2 separate regions of the Arachis hypogaea genome follow, and region 1 is linked to region 2. The links are chromatin contacts, called in public Hi-C maps. All regions are on one chromosome and are shown on one strand. Each heading gives the region's core, a stretch centred on a gene start, on an enhancer-like site or on the middle of the called end of the contact. The rest is flanking DNA. Distances are from core to core; before and after follow the strand shown. Region 1 holds the start of LOC112720536 (transcription factor MYB44). Region 2 has its middle 8.8 kb from the start of LOC112720534.

Evidence for each region. Hi-C and Micro-C count contacts between places; a contact is called where the count stands out from the background.
Region 1: a Hi-C map of leaf shows a contact between it and region 2, with 4 times the contacts expected there. The contact joins the promoter of LOC112720536 here to the enhancer-like site in region 2. A contact is called at or near these places in 2 of 8 Hi-C or Micro-C datasets (both in leaf).

The regions. Positions count from the first base shown.
Region 1 is chr11:22,145,867-22,148,973 of arahy.Tifrunner.gnm2.J5K5, forward strand. It overlaps LOC112720536 (transcription factor MYB44), which reads left to right and starts at 1,467. Exons shown (of 1, transcript XM_025771501.3): 1 at 1,467-3,107. The coding sequence starts at 1,897. The coding sequence ends at 2,847.
Region 2 is chr11:22,034,780-22,037,654 of arahy.Tifrunner.gnm2.J5K5, forward strand. No RefSeq gene overlaps it. Among protein-coding and RNA genes, the nearest start is that of LOC112720534, 8.8 kb to the left of the region's middle. Within about 2 kb of position 1,437, at least 1 of the 3 cell types and tissues checked has open chromatin away from gene starts, as enhancers often do.

The sequences.
Region 1 (3,107 bases), core at 217-2,716, 110 kb after region 2:
AAACCAGTCATAGATAAGGTGGAGGAAAAGCTCAGCCTGTGGAAAGCGAAGGTGCTGAATAAAGCAGGCAAGCTTATCCTCATTAAGTCGGTGCTGAATAGCCTGCCGATATATTACTTAAGTCTGTACAAGATGCCGAAGGCGGTTGCGGACAAGCTGGTTGCGTTGCAAAGGAGATTTATGTGGGGAAAGGGGGATGGAAAGGATGGTATCCCGTTAGTTAAGTGGGAGTTGGTTCAAGCTCCAAAGAAGGCTGGAGGATTGGGGGTTGGGGATGCAGTGCTTCGGAACACAGCACTCTTGTTTAAGTGGTGGTGGAGGTTTTCAAAAGAGGATTGCCCCTTATGGAAGAAAATTGTCTGTTCTTGTAACAACTTGAGGCCTGATGTCATGCTGGTAAATCAGAAGATACCAGCGAAAGGCGGGCCTTGGAAGGACATATGCCAGTTAAACATACAGGAGCAGCGGTTAAGGGATAAATTGGTTACTGGACTGGCTATGGAAGTAGGGAATGGAAGGAGTACCATGTTTTGGGAGGATAACTGGGTGCAAGGTGGGCCGCTGAAAGTGGCGTTTCCAAGACTCTTCTCTGTGTCCAACCAACAAGGAGTTGTCGTAGGGGATTGTGGATTTTGGGATGGATTGGAGTGGATCTGGAATTTTCAATGGAGAAGAGAGCTGTTCCAATGGGAGCTGAAACTTGTCCATCAGCTGCATGAAAGGTTACGGCCAGTAAAGCTGTCACAGGGTATGGAGGATAATGTGGTCTGGAAGTTTGATAGTAAGGGTGTGTTTTCTACTAATTCCTTTATGCGGGTACTTCAATCGGAGAATCTGCCGGCAGCGATCACAAGCTATAGTTTCACAAGTACATTGTGGAAAGGAGTGGTGCCTTCGAGGATTGAGCTTTTTGGCTGGTTTGTACTTGTTGGTAGAGTTAACACCAAAGACAGGTTGAGTAGGCTAGGTGTTATTCATCACAGTGATAATATTTGTGTGCTATGCAATAAGGAGATAGAATCTGTCCAGCATCTATTTCTTATGTGTGATATAGCATGGAAAGTGTGGTGCTGTTGGTTGCAGTCAGTTGGTAGAAAGTGGGCTATTCCGGGTACCATAAGAGGGCTGTTTGAGAGTTGGACTGGCTTGCACACGAGTAAACAAGAGCAGAAGCGGGGGTTGATTGGATTCTTTGCAGTGATTTGGAACATCTGGTTGGAACGTAATGACAGGATTTTCAACAATAAGGTAGCAGGTGTTGACCTCATCCAACAGAGAACACTTTTGAGTTATAAAGAATGGGCTGACAGTAATCCTAGTGGTTGTTGATAATAGGCAGGTGATGCCAGGCTTTATGGTCTTGTCTTCGTTATTTCTTTATGTAACTCCTGACTTTTTGCTCCACTGTTTTGTGTTGAGCTTTCGTTTGTTTCAAAAAAAAAACTAATATACTACAATCATACCGTAACAGTTGATTTTCAATTAAATTAAAAATGAGAATTCGAAAGGATAAAAAGGAAGAAAGCAGAGCAGGGATGACTTGTGCAAACGGAAGCAGCTGAAACTGACGCGTGTCCAATTACAGCTGTATCCCAAATCCCAAGCCAACCGCTCCCCAGGAACAAGCGGTACCAATTTCAGCATAACGCTCCCAGAAACCCCTCAAAACCTAACCTCCTCAACCGGTTACCTCACCCCCCCATCCCTCCCACATATAAACCACGATCAAACACCAACCGCTTCACACACTCAAAACAGCAACACCACAAAAAAAACCCTTTCAAAAATCTCATCGTAACGCCCTACCTACTTCGCTTCTGCTTCTCTCCATATATAAATCTTCACTTTCACATGATCCTCTAAATCTGAAAAACAAAACAAAAGAAACTAAGCACTATGGCCATGTCTAGAAGAGAAATGGATCGAATCAAAGGCCCGTGGAGCCCGGAAGAAGATGAGGCCCTGCAGAGGCTGGTGGAGAGGCACGGACCCAGGAACTGGACGTTGATAAGCAAGTACATCCCGGGCCGCTCCGGGAAGTCCTGCAGGCTAAGATGGTGTAACCAACTTTCACCTCAGGTTGAGCACCGGGGCTTCACGCCCGATGAGGATGAGACGATAATCCGGGCCCATGCCCGGTTCGGTAACAAGTGGGCTACAATAGCCCGACTCCTGTCTGGTCGAACCGACAACGCGGTAAAGAATCACTGGAACTCAACACTCAAGCGCAAGTGCTCATCCATGATGATCGACGAGCCTGCAACAGGTCCGGCGGACTTTGACGGCGGTTACTACCTACGGCCCGCGAAGAGGTCTGCGAGCGCAGGTGCTACGATGCCGCTATCCACCGGACTTCACATGAGCCCGACGTCGCCGGGAAGCCCGTCGGGATCCGACGCGAGTGATTGCAGCGTTCGCGCTGTCTCTCCGTCTAACGTTCTGAGGCCCGTGCCCAGGACCGTTGTTCCTCCGATCGAAACTGCGTCCTCTTCAGAGGACCCTCCGACGTCGTTGTCGCTGTCTCTGCCTGGCGTAGACGTTGCTGTGGAAGTCTCCAATCGTGTCACGGAATCTATGTCACGTGCCTTTTCTCCGGCGATGGTGATGGCTTCGGCGGCGCCTTCAACGGCTGTAACGGCAGCGGATCCGCTGCCATTGCCATCGCCACAACATCAAGTGGTAGCGCCGTTTAATTTTAGCGCGGAGCTGATGGCGGTGATGCAAGAAATGATAAGAAAAGAAGTGAGGAGTTACATGGAACAGCGCAATGGGATGTGTTTTCAGGCTGCTGGTGGGTTTAGGAACGTTTCGGTAAATCGAGTTGGGATTAGCAAAGTCAACTCGTGAATAAGAAGTGGATAATAGAAAAGATTAGCAACTCGGAAAATGAGCTTCGGAAATGAAGAGGAAGAGGGAAAAGAATGAAAAGGAAGCTGTTTCTCTTTTTTTATTTAGTGTTAGGCCAATAATAATGTTGGTTAATGTACAGGAGGATAGGGAGAGGAAAAGTGGTAACGATAAACTATAAGCGGGATGGTTACTTCCTAACAGGTAAAAGGACACCACTGTGGTTAGGGTTGGACGCATTGCTTTTGTAAGATGTCTTG
Region 2 (2,875 bases), core at 187-2,686:
AATGAAAAAAAGATGACAAGCTTTTATAAAGATAAACTTTTCTGCAACGTGCATTGACCATGTGTACTTATTTCTATTACTTTGATGGCATTTCCTTTCTCTACTTAGGACCTTTAATTCTCATCTCGTTATGCTCTCATGTTTTTCAGAAAATAAAAAAAAGAAGACTCTTTGAGCTCGGATAAGCAAATACCTTACATATTTTGATTTTTTTTGTTAGATGTTTCTCTCGCTTTTTGTTATTGTTCTATCTTTTAAAAGGAGGGATAGAAGTTACAATTTTATATACATATATATATAACCTGTATAAACTATTCTTGTAAATAAAAAATGTTGTGATGATTTGAATGTATTTATATATATTTATGTAATTTTTTATTAGAAAAAAAATCATACCACTTTTTAAAGAGAGGTCACTAAAATTTGTATGTAAAAAGATTTTACTTTATATATAGATATATATAAATAAGTTATTGTAATAATTTTACTATCAAAGTGGCGCAATCAAAAGCATGACATTTTGGTAGTGATGAAGGTGTTTCAACAATAGCACAACCAATCCAAAAAACACCAGCGGCAGTGACACAACTCCTCCTAACACCATAGTACAGGCAGAATAAGGAAGAACATGAAAGGAGGTAGTGACCATAGTGGCTCTAGCATCCTCAACGACGAGCTTCATACCTACATTTTCGATGAATAGGGGAACAATGGGGTAGAAGTAGGAACAAACACAGAATAGAAACAGAATAGAAAAGGAGCAGGAATGGTGAAGCAAGGCAATAATGGCAGCGATTCTGAGCTACTCCGGCGACATCTCCCTTTGAGATTGATAGTAGTGGCCGCCGCCATCTCCTACACTGTCGCCATCGCCACCTCCTTCCTCTCCTTTCTTTGCATCACCGCTAGCTCCCTCGTCCTCCATCGCTTTTGTTCTCTTCTCTAGTTCAGTTTTTTCTCTCTCCTCCATCTCTTTTTAAGTCACGGTTTTATAATATCATTTTTATTTTTGATAATATCACTCTATACATAATTATACATGATATTTTTACATTGTATTTTATATGAGTTTATTTATAAAAAATATATTATTAAAATGAAAATGACAATATTATATTGCTATGTACTTTTAATAAAATTGGATAAGAACACGAAAACAAAAGAAAAGAAAGAAACAAAAGCGATAAAGATGGAGATTTATGAGAGCAAAGAAAACTAGAAAAGATTGGGTGGGTGGACAAAATCAGACTCGCTCGTCTTTGCATTGTCTTGTTTCAACATGAAGGATATCAATGCCCTTTATTTTGGTGGCAGTAATCTGTTTGGTGCTTGCAGTTTCAAATTAGAACACGGCTTCTTCAACAATCAACAGAACCTTACTATGCTCTCAGCAATATGCACTTTAATGAACTAATTAATTAATTAATTATAGTACTAATCAAGTTCTGTTCAGTTTGTTCCGTTGCATTAGCATATATGTTAGCACTGCTATGCGCTATTGGTGTTAAACTAATCCACTGTCACATCTCACCAAACCTATGCTGGGAACATCAATTATTACAACAATCAAAGGGAATAAAGTCAATAACTAAATGTTTTTAACAAAATATTATATGCACATGTATATCCCCTCCTCGTGGGGGAAGGCCATTATTCTTTTTCATGCTTTGAAATTTGAACTACTTGTGTTTTATATATTTTAACTTACTATTTAAAAACTAAATAAATAAAATTATGACATTAACAAACAGAAAATAAAGCTTGTTCTTTTCCTAAAGCACGATCTAATGCGAGATCCTTTTTAGTAAGAAAGGTGACCAAGTAAACTCTTTGGTTCGCGCTGTAATCACTTTTCGTCAATCAACCTGGGGAATTTGTTTTGACACGTAAAGATTAAAGAACTAATTTTTTAGGTTGGTTATTTTTACGATGACGTCTTCATGTAAAAATAATAATATGAATTATTAAATTAATTAATTTAGTATATTTAATTAAATAATATAATAATTCATAATATTATTTTTATATAAAAACATTTTTATAGAAATATATAATTGCCTTTTCTTAAACCCTCAAATTTTTATATTTTGTATTGACACCCACTGAGTATCATTTAAGTTAAGTATGATCTGTCCCTATTTTCTATTCTCTTTTTTGGTTAAAACATGTTTTACAACTTAACTTCTTATTTTGCATTATTAAATTAGATTATGAAATATTATGTAACAAATCGAATAGTTTAATGGCTGGTTGATAAAGTCTTGTTCATGTGTATGTGTTCTAGAAGTATATTTTAAAAACATTACAAAAAATATTTTATTAAAAATTATTGAAAAGAACATTTGTTATATTTACAATGCAATAAATATATCAAAAAATAAAAAAAAATTATTATACTTTTAAAATATATATTTATAATATAAATTAGCTAAATTCTTATTAATAATATCATAATTATATAAAAATTATAATAAACAAAGAGCATAAACATGCCGTAATAAGTCAACAAATTATAATTTAAATAATATAATTTTTTTATCTTTAATATAAAAATTTCGGATTCAAATCTGATTTTTAAATTTAGAAGAAAAAGAAAATGTGCAGTAACAACAATAGAGTGAATAAATATGGTAAAAAGAAGGTCCTTAAGGGTGTGTTTGTTTAAGAAAAAAATGGAAGGAAGAAAATAGGAAAAAAAATAATTATTTTTCTGTTTGGTTAAATGGAAAAGTAAAAAAAAAATGATGAATAGTGTAAAAAATAGGTGGGATCTATTGAAAAATTTTTCCCTCCAACAATGGATAGAAAATGAAAGAAAAATATATTTTGTATTAATATTTTAATATTATCTTCTATTTTTAATATATTTTAAAAT